4 separate regions of the Rattus norvegicus genome follow, and regions 2, 3 and 4 are each linked to region 1. A link is a contact called in public Hi-C and HiChIP or PLAC-seq data. All regions are on one chromosome and are shown on one strand. The core of a region is the stretch at or near the end of the contact, and the rest is flanking DNA. Distances in the headings are between cores, read along the strand shown. Region 1 holds the start of Mcrs1 (microspherule protein 1). Region 2 holds the start of Tuba1c (tubulin, alpha 1C). Region 3 holds the start of Troap (trophinin associated protein). Region 4 holds the start of Dnajc22 (DnaJ heat shock protein family (Hsp40) member C22).

Region 1 (3,110 bases), core at 248-2,747:
TACCTTTGTCCATCCTCTCACAGTCCCAAAGCCACTGGTTCCACACCACACGGCGAGGAGGAAGGGTCCCACAGGCTCATCCAAGGGTTCTGACCAAGTGAGCTGGGATGCTGAGAAGAGAGTCTGCAAAGGAGAAATAAGGCTCCCTCAGGCTCAGGCTTCCAACAGGCCAAACCTACTTACCAATTCCTTACTGGTGCTCATGCACCCTGTCTAAGGTAGGAAGGACAGAGGGAGTGGGGAGAGGCAAAAGCTCTATTCTCAATTGCCCCTAACAATCAGTAGCTATTGCATGGTTGGATGGGGCCCACCTTTAATCCCAGTGTGTGGAGGCAGAGGCAGGCGGATCTCTGTTGACTTTAAGGCCAGCCTGGTTTACACAGCAAGCCAGGCTATTTATTGAGTTCCTGCTCCAAACAACAAAACCAAAAAGTGTGATAAAAGATGTGGAAAAAGACGTACCAGGCTCAGAGACCTCTCTTGATTTTACCAGTAAATTCTAAATTAAGCATTTGGAACGTTAACTAGAAAGGGTCAAGGGATTCTTGGCTCATTTCTTTCCTTCAGCTGCATACTCAAATCAGTGACACCAATCTGTCTCCCAGGCCACAAGGTAGACAGAATTCCAGTGTATCGCTAACCACTTTGCTTTCCTTCCATTTGCAGCTTTTACTTAAGTGGGTGGTTCCTTCAGGAGATTAAAAAGTGGTTTGCCCTGGGTTCAGTCCCCAGCTCCGAAAAAAAGAACCAAAAAAAAAAAAGTCGTTTGGGAACTGTGTGAATATCCACAGCCTTGGCAGTCACGCTTCTAGAACCCACGGAAAACCCAGGTACTGGATTTCCAGAAGGGCTGTGAGCAGGCGCCGCCCCTCTCGACCCGGGTGTCTCTTAGAGCAAAGTTCTGGCTCTGCCCGCAAGGACGCTCCACGCCCAGCTCCGTAGGTTGCGGCTGGGAAACGTGGGTACCACAGAAGAGGGTGAAGGTGCCCAGTCCCATGAGCAACTAAGGCAAAGTGTTTGCCCTCCTTCCCATCCCTCCTCCCGCCAGAGCACACACAAGGTGAGGAACAGTTTAGGTCTGTTTCAGGGACTCTGGGGAGGAGTGGCAATTTAGTCAGCTCTTCAACTTATACTACTGCACCGATGTCGCGATCTGGCTTTGAGCCCCGCCACAGGCTGGTGGGAGCGAACCAGGACCAACTCCAAGACAAATCTCACCCCACCTCAAGCATGCCACCTTTGCGCATGCGTAACACCGCAGGCCAGGTTCTAGCCGATCGGATTTACGCATGCGCAGATTTTTCGGGGCGATACCGGGGCGGAGCCCCAAATCTTGTTGGGGGTTGTGCCCCGCGGCACATTGGGAAACTCCACTTCACCCCCAAGTCTACTCAGAACACTAGGAGACGAACCGCGGGATCTCACCATTCCTAGGCTGCCAGCTTCAACAATTTCTCCGCGGCGACGGCAGGAGCCGCAGGGCCAAAGCCGGCTTCCGTGAGACGCATCTACTTCCGGGTTGCGAACGAAGGGTTGGACGATCTATTCCGGTTCGTCCTGGACGCGTAAGTGAAAGAGGCGTGGCTGCGCGCCCTAGTGGAAACCATTTTGCGGGGAGCCGGAAATGAAACTTTGCCCGGTTGGCAAAAGCGCATAGGGAGGCACTAGGCAGTAGTTAATTATGGGAACCGCGGAGGTTTCCCGGTTGGAAAAAGCAGCGGGAGGGAGGGGCTTGTGTGACACAACCCAGGCGACGCTGGGAGAGGCGGGACCGCCTAGGAGCTGGAGTTTAATTAGGACTAAGCTTGGTTGGTCTCCCAGGACCAAATTTTGTATTGTTTTATCTGCCAGTTTTTAGATACGGTATTCTGTAAGACCGTTTGCTAAGCACACGACTGGAAGAGAGCTTGGTCTAACTGGGGGGGGGGGGATGTGTCGCCAGTATGATCCCGAAGATTCATGTCTAAGGAGGAGATGCAGGATGGTGGCCGCGTTCCTAAGGAAACACTCCGAGGAGCGGCGCCAGTCGATTACGTCAGATGGGCTCCATCTAGACTGCTGGGGGCAGTCATAGGTGGCCAGGAAACCAACCGAATCCTTTTCAGAGGACGGTGTTCCCTGAGGGAACTATTGTGAAAGAAAGAACTAGTTCCCAGAGAGCAGAAACATCCGGGCTTAGGGTCTGTGAGAGGCCTGGGAAAGCTGGGGAGACCGAACTCTAAGAGTTGTTTGTTTCATGCCTTCTCTGAGGGGCACAAAAGTGTAGCAGCTCTGTCAGGAGTAGCTCCCTGGAAGAGCGTTTGTCTAGCGTGACTGACATCCTGAACTTAAGTGTCCAGTGGACAATTTGCTCATCCTGACCCTGACAGTTTTATGATTAACCCTCAGTTTCAAGTCTTCGCTTAATATACTGTTACGGACTTATTTAACGAGTATGTATTTGCTTTATCTCTCCCAAAACAACGTTTTCTGGTATACAGTGTGATTGGTAGATTTTTGTCAGACTGGCACTAGCTAGGATCCTGGAGCTCAGTTGAGAAAATGCCTCCACCAGATTGGTCGGTAAGGCAAGTCTTGCGGTGCATTTTCTTGATTGGATAGATGTGGGAGGGCTAAGCCTACTGTGGGCGGTACTACCTACGGGCAGGTGGTTCTCTTTTGTAAATGAAGGCAGGGTAAGGAAGCTGGGTGGAGTTTGTCCTTCTTGGCTTCTGAATCCAGTGCCCGGCTTGAGGTTCCTGCCCAACTTTCCTTGGTAATAGAGTGTGACTTGAAAGTTGTGAGATGAAATAGACCCTTTCCTTCCCAAGTCGCCTTTAGTTGTCTTTTAATCACAGCAATTAAAAGCAAACTAGGACACCGTCTGGTGGGTTGTGCTAAATATAGTGCGGCTTAGTATCTAGATGAGAATTGGGCGCTCTTCTCTAAAGAGGTAATTTGTTTTAGAAGTAGGAATGAAATACTTGGTGCGTGCCAGGCAAGCTCTGTACCACCGAGTCACAGCAGCAGCTCTAACAAGGGATCAGTTTGGTAAAGAGCTGGATTAGCATGGTTCAATGTTCGTTAGATGTTTTTCTCCTCACAAAGGCAACTTAAGGAATAAAGGGGTT
Region 2 (3,110 bases), core at 234-2,733, 200 kb before region 1:
TATTATGTATACAGTATTTTGACTGAATATATGCCTATACACCAGAAGAGGGCGCCAAGATAACATCACAGATGGTTGTGAGCCATCATGTAGTTACTGGGACTTGAACTCAGGACCTCTGGAAGAGCAGCCAATGCTCCTAACCGCTGAGCCACCTCTCCAGCTCTCCACCTCAATTTTTAAAAACAAGATTCTTCACTGAACTCTGATACTGTAAGAGCAGCTGGCCCGTGAGCTCCAGACTCTTCCTGTCTCTCTCCTCAGCATGAGGACTACAGGCAAGCGCCACTACAGCTCCTTACACGTTCTCAGGGAGCCATCTATCTCCTTAGCAGGGCTGGATGGCACTTCTGAGAAATCTGCTTTGCGGAGTTGTTCAGACAAGTCTGTTTAGCGTAGGTCAGTGCTGCAGAAGTCCAACTTCTCCCACAATGGAGACGCTTACCTAATTTGTTTCCCTGAACTCTCATCTCCTCATGATTTTTAAGATGGGGACAACAACCACCGGGCTCTTGGACCAGATAGAATGTGGTACCACAGTGTGGACATTCAATTCTGCATCCCACAGAATCAGAGAAAGGGATTAGTGTGGATCGTTTGAGGCCAGTTTGAGCACTGCAACGGGAACCCATCTTTGAGGTGGGGGGGGAATGAAGTTACAAGTTCCTTTCATAATGGATCGTATCTACCAGGGTAAGGCTCTTAAAACCCGAATGTTCACTTAAAGGGGAGCTGAGGCAGACTCTGCCTTCAAAAATAAAAGGGCGCTGGGGATACGCGGGTAGATTGATATCCTCAGGACTTGGGGTGGGAGAAGAGAGGAAGGAGGGAAGGGCTAGCCTTCTAGAGGGTAGGAGTAAAAAGTGCTTAGGACCCGCTGGCGGGTATTGAGACCTAGGTTAGGAAAGATTGCCTTCAGGAGCTGCAGCCTGATGATGCTGTAACCGGCTTTGGCCTCGGCTAACTTCAGCTCCACCCTTCCCACTGTGCCGTCAAGTTAACTGGGCGTTTCCATCCTAGCCCCCTGAAGCGGTCGCAGTCACCACCCAGCCGGCAGCCGCAGGTCACCCGGTCACCTCTCAGGCTCACTCTTCCCGGCTCCAAGACCTGGGTGGGGCGACCGAGCCACAAGTGCCGTGGCGACCAGCTGTGAGTCCCCGGGGGCCGATCCAGGCCGCCCCCCTCTACCTGGGACTTTCTTCCGGTCAGAGCTCCACAAAGATCTCGCTGTCCTCCAACTTCCAATCGCCTTCTCCACCTCCTTCCCCGCCCCACCTGGCCCTGGCGTGGATCCTGGGTGTCTCCTCCCCTTCCCACTTCCAGCTCCTTCTACGGAGTTTGATTTGAACTTTCGAACTCGCCAATCATCGGCCTCCGTGCGGCCCGGGGCGGGGTCCGGTGTCCGTCCTCCCGACGCGTGGCCCGGCCAGGGTATATAAGCACTCTCCGGGAGGCGGACCTCACACAGCTTCTCCCCCGGACTCCTTGGTAGTCTGCTAGTGGGAGACCTTCGTCACCCCCCTCTTCACTTCCTCAGTTTTCGCGGACCACTTCAAGGACTAAATATGGTAAGTGTGGCTTTGGGGCAGCGGCGAGGTCGTCTGAAGGGACCGCGGGAGCTGAGGACTGCCCGGGAGACCGTACCTGCCCTAGCCCCCGACGGCCGCCTCCAGTTAAACTGGCTTCTGGCGACCAGGGTTTGAGAGCCCAAGTCCATCAAACTAGTGTCGCTTTAGGCTAGAAGACTCGTCCCGGTACCTCTGTCTCGATCGTACTGGGAGAGCATCCCGTCTAGGCCGCCAGTCGCTCTCGGAAAGACAGAGAACTTTCACAATGACCGCAAGAGTTTGCAGAAACTAAAAGCTCTTCATTTTCTCAAATGCTGTCGCTCTCTCAGCTGGGATAACCAGAGGACCTCGTGCGCTGCGGACAGGGCTGAGCAAATACTTCCGGGCACCGTCTCCACGCCCTGTGACTCGCTGCTGAGTCACCTGTGGCCAGTCCCGGGACCTTCCAGCTGTGTACCTGGGAAGGCGAGCTCCTCCGTAGGAGGGGAATAATGGACGTCAGATCCCCTAGGCCAGTCTAGTTTCTAGTGTGTTAGTTCAGTGGCATGAAAAATGTCTATAAAGATTTTTTTCTATAAAGTTAAACTACCAACAGCATTCCGTCCCCCCCCCCCCCCCCCATAAAGGGTTTCTCTGTGTAGCCCTGGCTGTCATGGAACTCACTGTGTAGACTAGGATGGCCTCCAGCTCGGAGATCCGCCTGCCTCTGCCTCCCGAGCTGGGGTTAAACGCAAGCCTAATTTTGGTTTTTGAGTGTCTTATGAAGCTCATGCCGGCCTTGAAATCACTATGTGGCCAAGCATGACCTTTCATTAAAATTAGGATCCTTCTGTCTCCACCACCAAGGCCTAGGATTACTCACCCTGGCTAACAATGCATTAGTTCAGTTTTCTCGGGACAGTGGCTGGGCTCTGGAGGCAGAGGCAGGCGAATCCTCTGAGTTCAGGTAAGCCAGGGGTACATAGTGAGACTCAGCACAGCTTGGAGGGAGCAGCTAGTTCTCTAATCTTTGGAGGCTGAGACAGGGGGATTGTTCATGAGTTTGGGGCTTCTCAGGCTCCCCGGTGAGTCCCAGGCTAGTGTGGGCTACAGAGTGACTAATTTTGGTAAAAGGCCCCTCCTTGCTAAATAAGTTTAATTATTTGGAAGACCATGTACTTAGCGTAGAAGCTACTGGGTTTTCATCAGAAGAGAAGGAAACAAAATCAGACACATGGTCAGCTGCCAATAGAAATGTAAAAGAAAACCCCATCCCGGCATAGGGCGTAGTTTCACAATCCAAGCTAACTCCATTGATCACCTTTTGACTTAGCAGCTCCTTCCCACTTGTTTCTTATGAAACAGTCAAGGTCGTCTCCCCACACCAGAGGGTTCAGCTGTTCCAGAGCAGCCCAGGGATAGTGAAAATAAGGAGCAATCATTTAAGATCTATGGAAGCTTTGGGGAGGTGGGGTATACAGTCCTCACGTAGCCCAAGCTGCCTCTAAGGATCTGAGTTGTGGATGACCTTGAACTGCTGATCTCCTACCTCCTACACTAGGA
Region 3 (3,110 bases), core at 444-2,943, 160 kb before region 1:
TGGGGCTCCCCTGAGGGCTCAAGGAGCTATTCAGAAGAGAAGGCAGAAAGATGTTAAGAGACAGAGAGGTTGGATGACTCCAAAGTACATCGTCTCTCAGACACAGCAGGACTGATGCACCTATGAGCTCACAGAGGCTGTGGCAGCACCCACAGGTTCACGCCAGACTGGTAGCCAATGTTTTTGTAGCCTCCTTGTCTCATATGGCTTTGGTTGGCATTATTTGTCTAACTGGTATTTTGCTTGTATATTATGGTTTCCGACTTTGTGTTTTTATAGGCTTTGTGTTTTGTGTGTTTCTTGTGCTTTTTTTTTCTTTTTCTGTTCTGGTGTTTGTTTTCTAAGGAAAGTGTGGGTGGAGAGGGAAGAGGAAACTGTTTATCAGAATATATTGCATAAAAATTATTTCTGGTGAGACGGTTCAGAGGTTCAGAGGTTACGAACACTGGCTGCTCTTCTAGAGGTCCTGAGTTCAATTCCCAGCAACCACATGGTGGCTCAAGACCATCTGCAATGGGATCTGGTGCCCTCTTCTGGCATGTAGCTGTACATGCAAATAGAGCATCCCTACATTAAAAAAAATATATAATATTATATATTATATATATAATTTTAAATATTTTTCAACTAAAATCATATGTATTTAAAATAAAAAGACTGGAGGGGTTGGGCAAGGAGACTATTTGGAAGACAATGGCTTTCTAGACCAAGCTGGCTGTCTTTGCGTGCTACGCTTTGTCTGGCTAAACAGCTGAGTAGATGCTCTAAGATATGAAGTCCGTAGGTGTGAAAAGAGATGGTGTATGGAAGGGGAGATCCGGAAGCACTTGTTCCTGGCTTGCTTATCAGTGTCCTTTAAACTCCAAACGGATGTCTATGCAGCGGGTGTGCAATCCTTGCACAATGGAAGCTGAAGCAGGAAGCTGCGAGTTTGAGGCCAGTCTGGGATAGAAAGAGCTTTTGTGTGTGCGCGGGTGGAATGAGACATTTGTCTATTCTCATATCCATCATCTGCCAATGAGTAGCGGGTGAGCCCTCCAGACAAGTGGAAGGCAACCTGAAGATGCAGAGATCTCCCCACACTCGAGGAGCCCCTTCAATTCTGAATAACAAAACTCCAGCCACCCTGGGTCTGACCACACCCCACCAGGTTGTGGGGTCCGAGTGGACAAATGATTTCTTGGCTCCTCGTTCTTGATGGGTTCAGTTCGGTTACCTCCAGCCCTCTCGCCCATCAGGTTCCTCATCCCCCTTAAGAAGTGCCCATGCTTCCTGAAGTGTTTCCCAAAACCCGGCCTTGCACTGCGTTCAGAGTCTGGTCAATAGTGTGCTCGATGGCCATTCTTTCCCACAATTCCGCGGCCTTCAAGAGAGGACAGACCTCGCTCGGCTGGCTCCTGATCTCGCGAGAGTACTGTAATGCCCGTTGCAGCCCAGAGTCGCCTTCCCGGGCTTCAGAACAGCATCCTCCCTGGCTGTCCCCCAATCCGGCCACTCGCGCTCCGTTTTCGGATTGGCTGAAGAGCTGGTCAGTTGTTTTCCCATCCAGAAAACGTTTCGGCGACTTGTCCCTCTCTGGCCCCGCCCTCGAAGCCTGCGGATTGGTTGGCTGCGTGTGACGTCACGCGCCTTCGCGTCAGCGGGAACTAGCCAATCACAAGCTTGGCGTATTTTACAAACCGGGGAAGCCTCAGCAGCAGCAGCAGCAGCAGCAGCAGCAGCAGTAGAAATCCAGAAAATCGGCGAAAAAAACCTGAGAAAGTAGAGGTGACCCCGAGGAGCTCCTGGAATGGTGCGGCACGGGGATCTTAGGGGAGTCCTGCCGAGGTTCCTGGGGAGGAGAGCAGTTTGGGGCGAGATAGCAGTCTTGGGTTTCTGGAGGAGTCGCCAGGAGAGAGGCCTTGCTGCCGGTGTGGGCTTCTAGGCACATGGATTAGGACCAAGGGAGAAAAATCAGGGATATCAGCACCCATAGCCTGAGAATGATTTGCTTCGTTCCTCAGTCCTGTCTGCCTTTTTCTCTCGTCTCAATTATAGCCGCCATGACTACCCTCCAAACCAGTAAGGACCCGCACCTCCGAGGTGTATCTCCCAACCCTAGCAAAATTCCAGTACTCTCTCAAAGATGCTCGGATTTTTCCTCAGCCAAGTCGGGCTCTCTGGACCAGGAGAACCAAGATCCAAGGGTAAGAGGGGCATGATGGGTGAAAAGAGTAACCACAAGGAGGCAGCTCCCGTCTGCACTGAACCCCCACCTCCGCGCTGAACCCCAACTTTTTCCCTCTCCCCTCAGAGATCAGCGAAGAAACCACTGCACCGTACTCAACGTCCCCTCACTGACACGGCAGGCCTCAGATCGAAAGCCCTGCACCAGACAGAAAAATCACAAAGACTGAGGATCACTCAGCCGCGGAACCCTTTGGAGGAACTCAAGCCTAGCTCTGGGGGATCAAATGTGGGGCTCACCCATCCCCAGACAGGTACCTGTTGGAGGCCGGGGGACAGCCTACTTGGCGGAGCAAGGATGAGAGACACAAAGTGGGGGTTTTGTATGCCTTCTGGTCTCTTGCATACTGTAAGAGTCCTGGGCCTTGTCCCGGAAGCTCTGTGCTCTATGAAGCCATTACAGCTAAGTGCCACCTTTTGCCTGGCATGGTGACTCATGCCTCTAATCCCAGCACTTTAGGGGGCAGAGGCAGGTGGTCTCTGTGAATCGGAGGCCTTGTCTATATAGTGAGTTCCAGGCCTACACAGTGATATCCTGTCTCAAAAGAAAAAAAAAAAAAATCAACCATCAGTCACATCTTCTGGGCCTTTTCAGCAACCCCAATCAGGACAGTCACCATCAATCGCTCAGCTAAACTGAGTCTTTATAATCTGCCCAAACTTCAGCTTTAACTTCTTCCTTTCAATAATAGTTTTATATTTAAAGATTTATTTTTATTCTGTGTGAGTCCATGCAGTGCCCATGGAGTTCAGAAGAGGACATCAGAATCCCTGGAGCTAAAGTTATAGCCGGCTGTGAGCTATAATTGGCTGTGGGTGCCGGAAATATAACCCAGGTCTCTCAGAAGAACAATGGCTCTTAACCAATAAGCCATCCCTCTAGC
Region 4 (3,110 bases), core at 453-2,952, 130 kb before region 1:
CCCTCTTCTCATTCCGGTCACCGCTCATCCCTCTCCTTGACTCTTCTTCAATCTTCTCCTCTAGGTCCCCGGTGCCTCCCTTCTCGTTTCTCCATCGCTCTGCCCTTTCCTCACCGTAATGGTTCTTCTCTCGCCCCTCACCTTCCGCCACCCTCCTCCAGATGTGCCTTTTCCTTGCTCATTTCTCACTCTTTTCTCCATCCTCCACTCTTTTCTCCATCTTTTCCACGCGCTTACATTGCCCTTGGGTCTCAAGGTTCTATGGCAAAATCTGCTTCGCTCCCTCCCTAGTCCTTCCTTCCCAGGCTGGGCCCGGAGCCTTCATCCCTCCCGGGTTTCTGGCCACTTCTGGGTCCCTCCTGAGGGCCCGAGGCCTGGCTCCCCGGGGTCCCTTCCCCCTCCCGGCGTTTCCCACTGGCCTCCAGGCACCCTATCCAGTTTGTTTGTCCAGCGGCGGCGGCGGCGGCTGCTCGCGCTGTTTGCCAAGCTTAGCGCGCCGCCGCGCAGAGCGGGCCCAATTAAGTCTCATTCATTATTCAGCGCCCCTGTCCGCCCCCGTCCCCAGCCGTGGCTGGGTTGTCGTTTTGTCGCCCCTCCTTAGCCCTAAAGAGGCTATATCCCGAGCCGCATTCCCACCCCAGCTAGGGTTAGACATTGGATGAAGCTAAAACATTCTGCCTACTGTTGACAGGTGACCCTAAGTGAGGCCACCGGATTCATCCCTACCTCTAGCCAAGCCTGGGAAATCTCGTGGAGCCAAGCTTCTTTAAAAAGAAACTGAAGCCCAGGAAAGGGTGTGACTTGGCCAAGGTCATGGAGCTGCACCGGGATTGGAGCCTGGAATGTTGAAGGCATCTTGTATGCCAGCTCCCAAGCGAGAAGGCAGGTTCGTCTCCCCCTGAGTCCTAGGTTTGGCCTTACTCTTCTGATGGTATGCCTCCCCCATACTGTATCCCTGGCTGGTGTCCCCAGGATTAGAACAGCTTCGGGCTTTCTGGATTCTGGGCTATGCAGGCTCAGACTCTCGGATCTGGATGCGGAGTCCCCTGACTGGAAGGCCTAGAAGCAAAATAGTGAGGCAAAACTGGGGTCCTTGATGGGCTCTCCCTTTGCTTATGGGTGGATGTCTCTCCCTTAAGAAATTAGAAGGGATCCTATAAATGGCCGTCTTGGAGTATGGAGAGAGAAGCCTGCAGCCTGAAGTGAGACAGGGATCACCTCCCATTTGTAGCGGAGAGAAGACGAAATTGAGATTTTTAATTTTGTTGATAAGGTCGCCTTTTTTCTCCCGCCAGGTAGCCGCACAGTCCGGGCAGCTTTGACCCATGTCCCAATGTTACAAAAAGGAGATGTGGGACTTTTTAGGACTCTCCCTTCCGTAAGCGGCAGCGCCACCTGGCGGTTGTAGTGACGTGCTGCAAGAGGTGCGCTCCGCCGGGAGTGGGGCGCGGTTCCAGGTCCTACAGTAACAAACTGGGCGAGCCTGGGGAAAGCTTCCCGAAGAGTTCAGGGGAGTTGGCGAGCAGAGAAGTGCAGGACCGGAAGGTGGCTCCGAAGGGGCTGACCAGGGCTTTCGGGGCGGGGCCTGGAGGAGGTGGCCTGACTTCAGACGCACAGTCAGCACTGAGGGACAAAGTCCACTTATGTGGAAGTGGGATCAGTAACAGAGGGGCCATTTTGAATCTGTGGTCAAAGGAAATGACTGGTCTGAAGCGGCTTGGCAGCCTGAGCAGTCAGGTACTGCGGCTCTACTGGCACTGCCTGAGGGTGAGTTCGCTTGAAGTAGGTAAGACATATTGGCAGATCGATTTGATATTCTGAGGATTTTTGTAGCCTCTTTGTAGAGGCGCTTCAATCTTGTTGATAGGGGTAGGTTGGCCGGACTGTGGGGTGCTAAGGTCTAGATCAAAATGTTTTCTAGAATGTTTAAGTGGAAGGAGTTCAGGATCCCTTTCAAATTTGACTTGTGGGAGAAGAACATGGTCTGGGGAGGTGGGAAAGCTGGAGAAAGGCTAAAACCTTTGACCAGGTAATAGAGCGCGCGCGCGCGCGCGCGCGCGCGCACACACACACACACACACACACACACACACACACACTCGGTGTTAAAGGGATGAACTTGGATAAGACACTGGCTTTCAAAGCCTTCCCTGGTAAGTCATTTCTATTCCAGAGTCCGAGGGGAGGATAGAAATGTTAGCTTCTTTTTTTTCTCCTTCTTATTCTTTTTAAATTTTACTTTATGTGCTTGGGTGTTTTCCTTGAATCTTTGTGTGTGTACTGAATGCACACCTAATGCCCTGGGAGACCAGAAGAGGGCACCTATGAGCTGCTATTTGAGTGCTGGGAATTGAATCCCGGTCCTCTGGAAGAGCAGTAAGTGACCCGTGGGTCACCCTTTTAGTTCCAAGCTTCTGATTTATTGTTGTTCAGGCACCTAGTTCTTGGTGTCCCAACTGAAGTCACTTAAAACATTCTCTTCCCTGGATATGGTGGCACATGCCTATAACCCTAGCACTTGGGAAGGTGGGGGCAGGAAGATCAGGTCATCCTCAGTGATGGCCACATAAGACCAGTTTGGGGCATATAATAAGACTGCATGGGGGCTGGAGAGATGGCTCAGTGGTTAAGAGCACTGACCGCTTTTCCAGAGGTCCTGAGTTCAATTCCCAGCAACCACATGGTGGCTCACAACCATCTGTAATGAGATCTGATGCCCTCGTCTGTTGTGTCTGAAGACAGCTATAATGTAATCATATATAATAAATAAATAAATCTTTTTTTTTTTTTTTGGTTCTTTTTTTCGGAGCTGGGGACCGAACCCAGGGCCTTGCGCTTCCTAGGTAAGCGCTCTACCACTGAGCTAAATCCCCAGCCCCATAAATAAATCTTTAAATAAAAAAGAGACTGTGCCTCAAATATTAATTAATATAAGTAAATGAAAAAAGTAATTGAAGCATTTTTCTCCCCTAAATATTTCCATATCATTGTGACTGTAAATAATGGGACTGGGGTACTAACCAAAGATAGGAGACATTTAGTACCTGAGAGACCCTGAGGTAGGACTAACTTGACTTTTATTACTGCTGAGTCTTTCTCCTTGCTCCACC

What was found. Hi-C and Micro-C count contacts between places; a contact is called where the count stands out from the background. HiChIP or PLAC-seq counts read pairs in DNA pulled down with a chosen protein or histone mark.
Region 2: a contact with region 1 is called in a Hi-C map of liver, with 2.1 times the contacts expected there. The contact joins the promoter of Tuba1c here to the promoter of Mcrs1 in region 1. A contact is called at or near these places in 2 of 12 Hi-C or Micro-C datasets (hepatocytes and liver).
Region 3: an H3K27ac HiChIP or PLAC-seq map of oligodendrocytes shows a contact between it and region 1, with 4 times the contacts expected there. The contact joins the promoter of Troap here to the promoter of Mcrs1 in region 1. A contact is called at or near these places in 6 of 12 Hi-C or Micro-C datasets (the A7r5 cell line, Schwann cells, frontal cortex and 3 more) and 1 of 1 datasets of contacts at active chromatin or transcription factors (oligodendrocytes).
Region 4: a Hi-C map of liver shows a contact between it and region 1, with 1.9 times the contacts expected there. The contact joins the promoter of Dnajc22 here to the promoter of Mcrs1 in region 1. A contact is called at or near these places in 7 of 12 Hi-C or Micro-C datasets (the A7r5 cell line, Schwann cells, frontal cortex and 4 more).

The regions. Positions count from the first base shown.
Region 1 is chr7:132,270,036-132,273,145 of GRCr8, forward strand. Mcrs1 (microspherule protein 1) reads right to left here and starts at 1,498. Exons shown (of 15, transcript NM_001013106.1): 1 at 1,426-1,498; 2 at 4-123. The coding sequence starts at 13. It also overlaps a transcript of Prpf40b not described here.
Region 2 is chr7:132,069,501-132,072,610 of GRCr8, forward strand. Tuba1c (tubulin, alpha 1C) reads left to right here and starts at 1,484. Exons shown (of 4, transcript NM_001011995.1): 1 at 1,484-1,568. The coding sequence starts at 1,566.
Region 3 is chr7:132,111,795-132,114,904 of GRCr8, forward strand. Troap (trophinin associated protein) reads left to right here and starts at 1,694. Exons shown (of 14, transcript NM_001271243.1): 1 at 1,694-1,792; 2 at 2,038-2,186; 3 at 2,294-2,480. The coding sequence starts at 2,043.
Region 4 is chr7:132,135,106-132,138,215 of GRCr8, forward strand. It overlaps Dnajc22 (DnaJ heat shock protein family (Hsp40) member C22), which reads left to right and starts at 1,703. Exons shown (of 3, transcript NM_001014204.1): 1 at 1,703-1,767.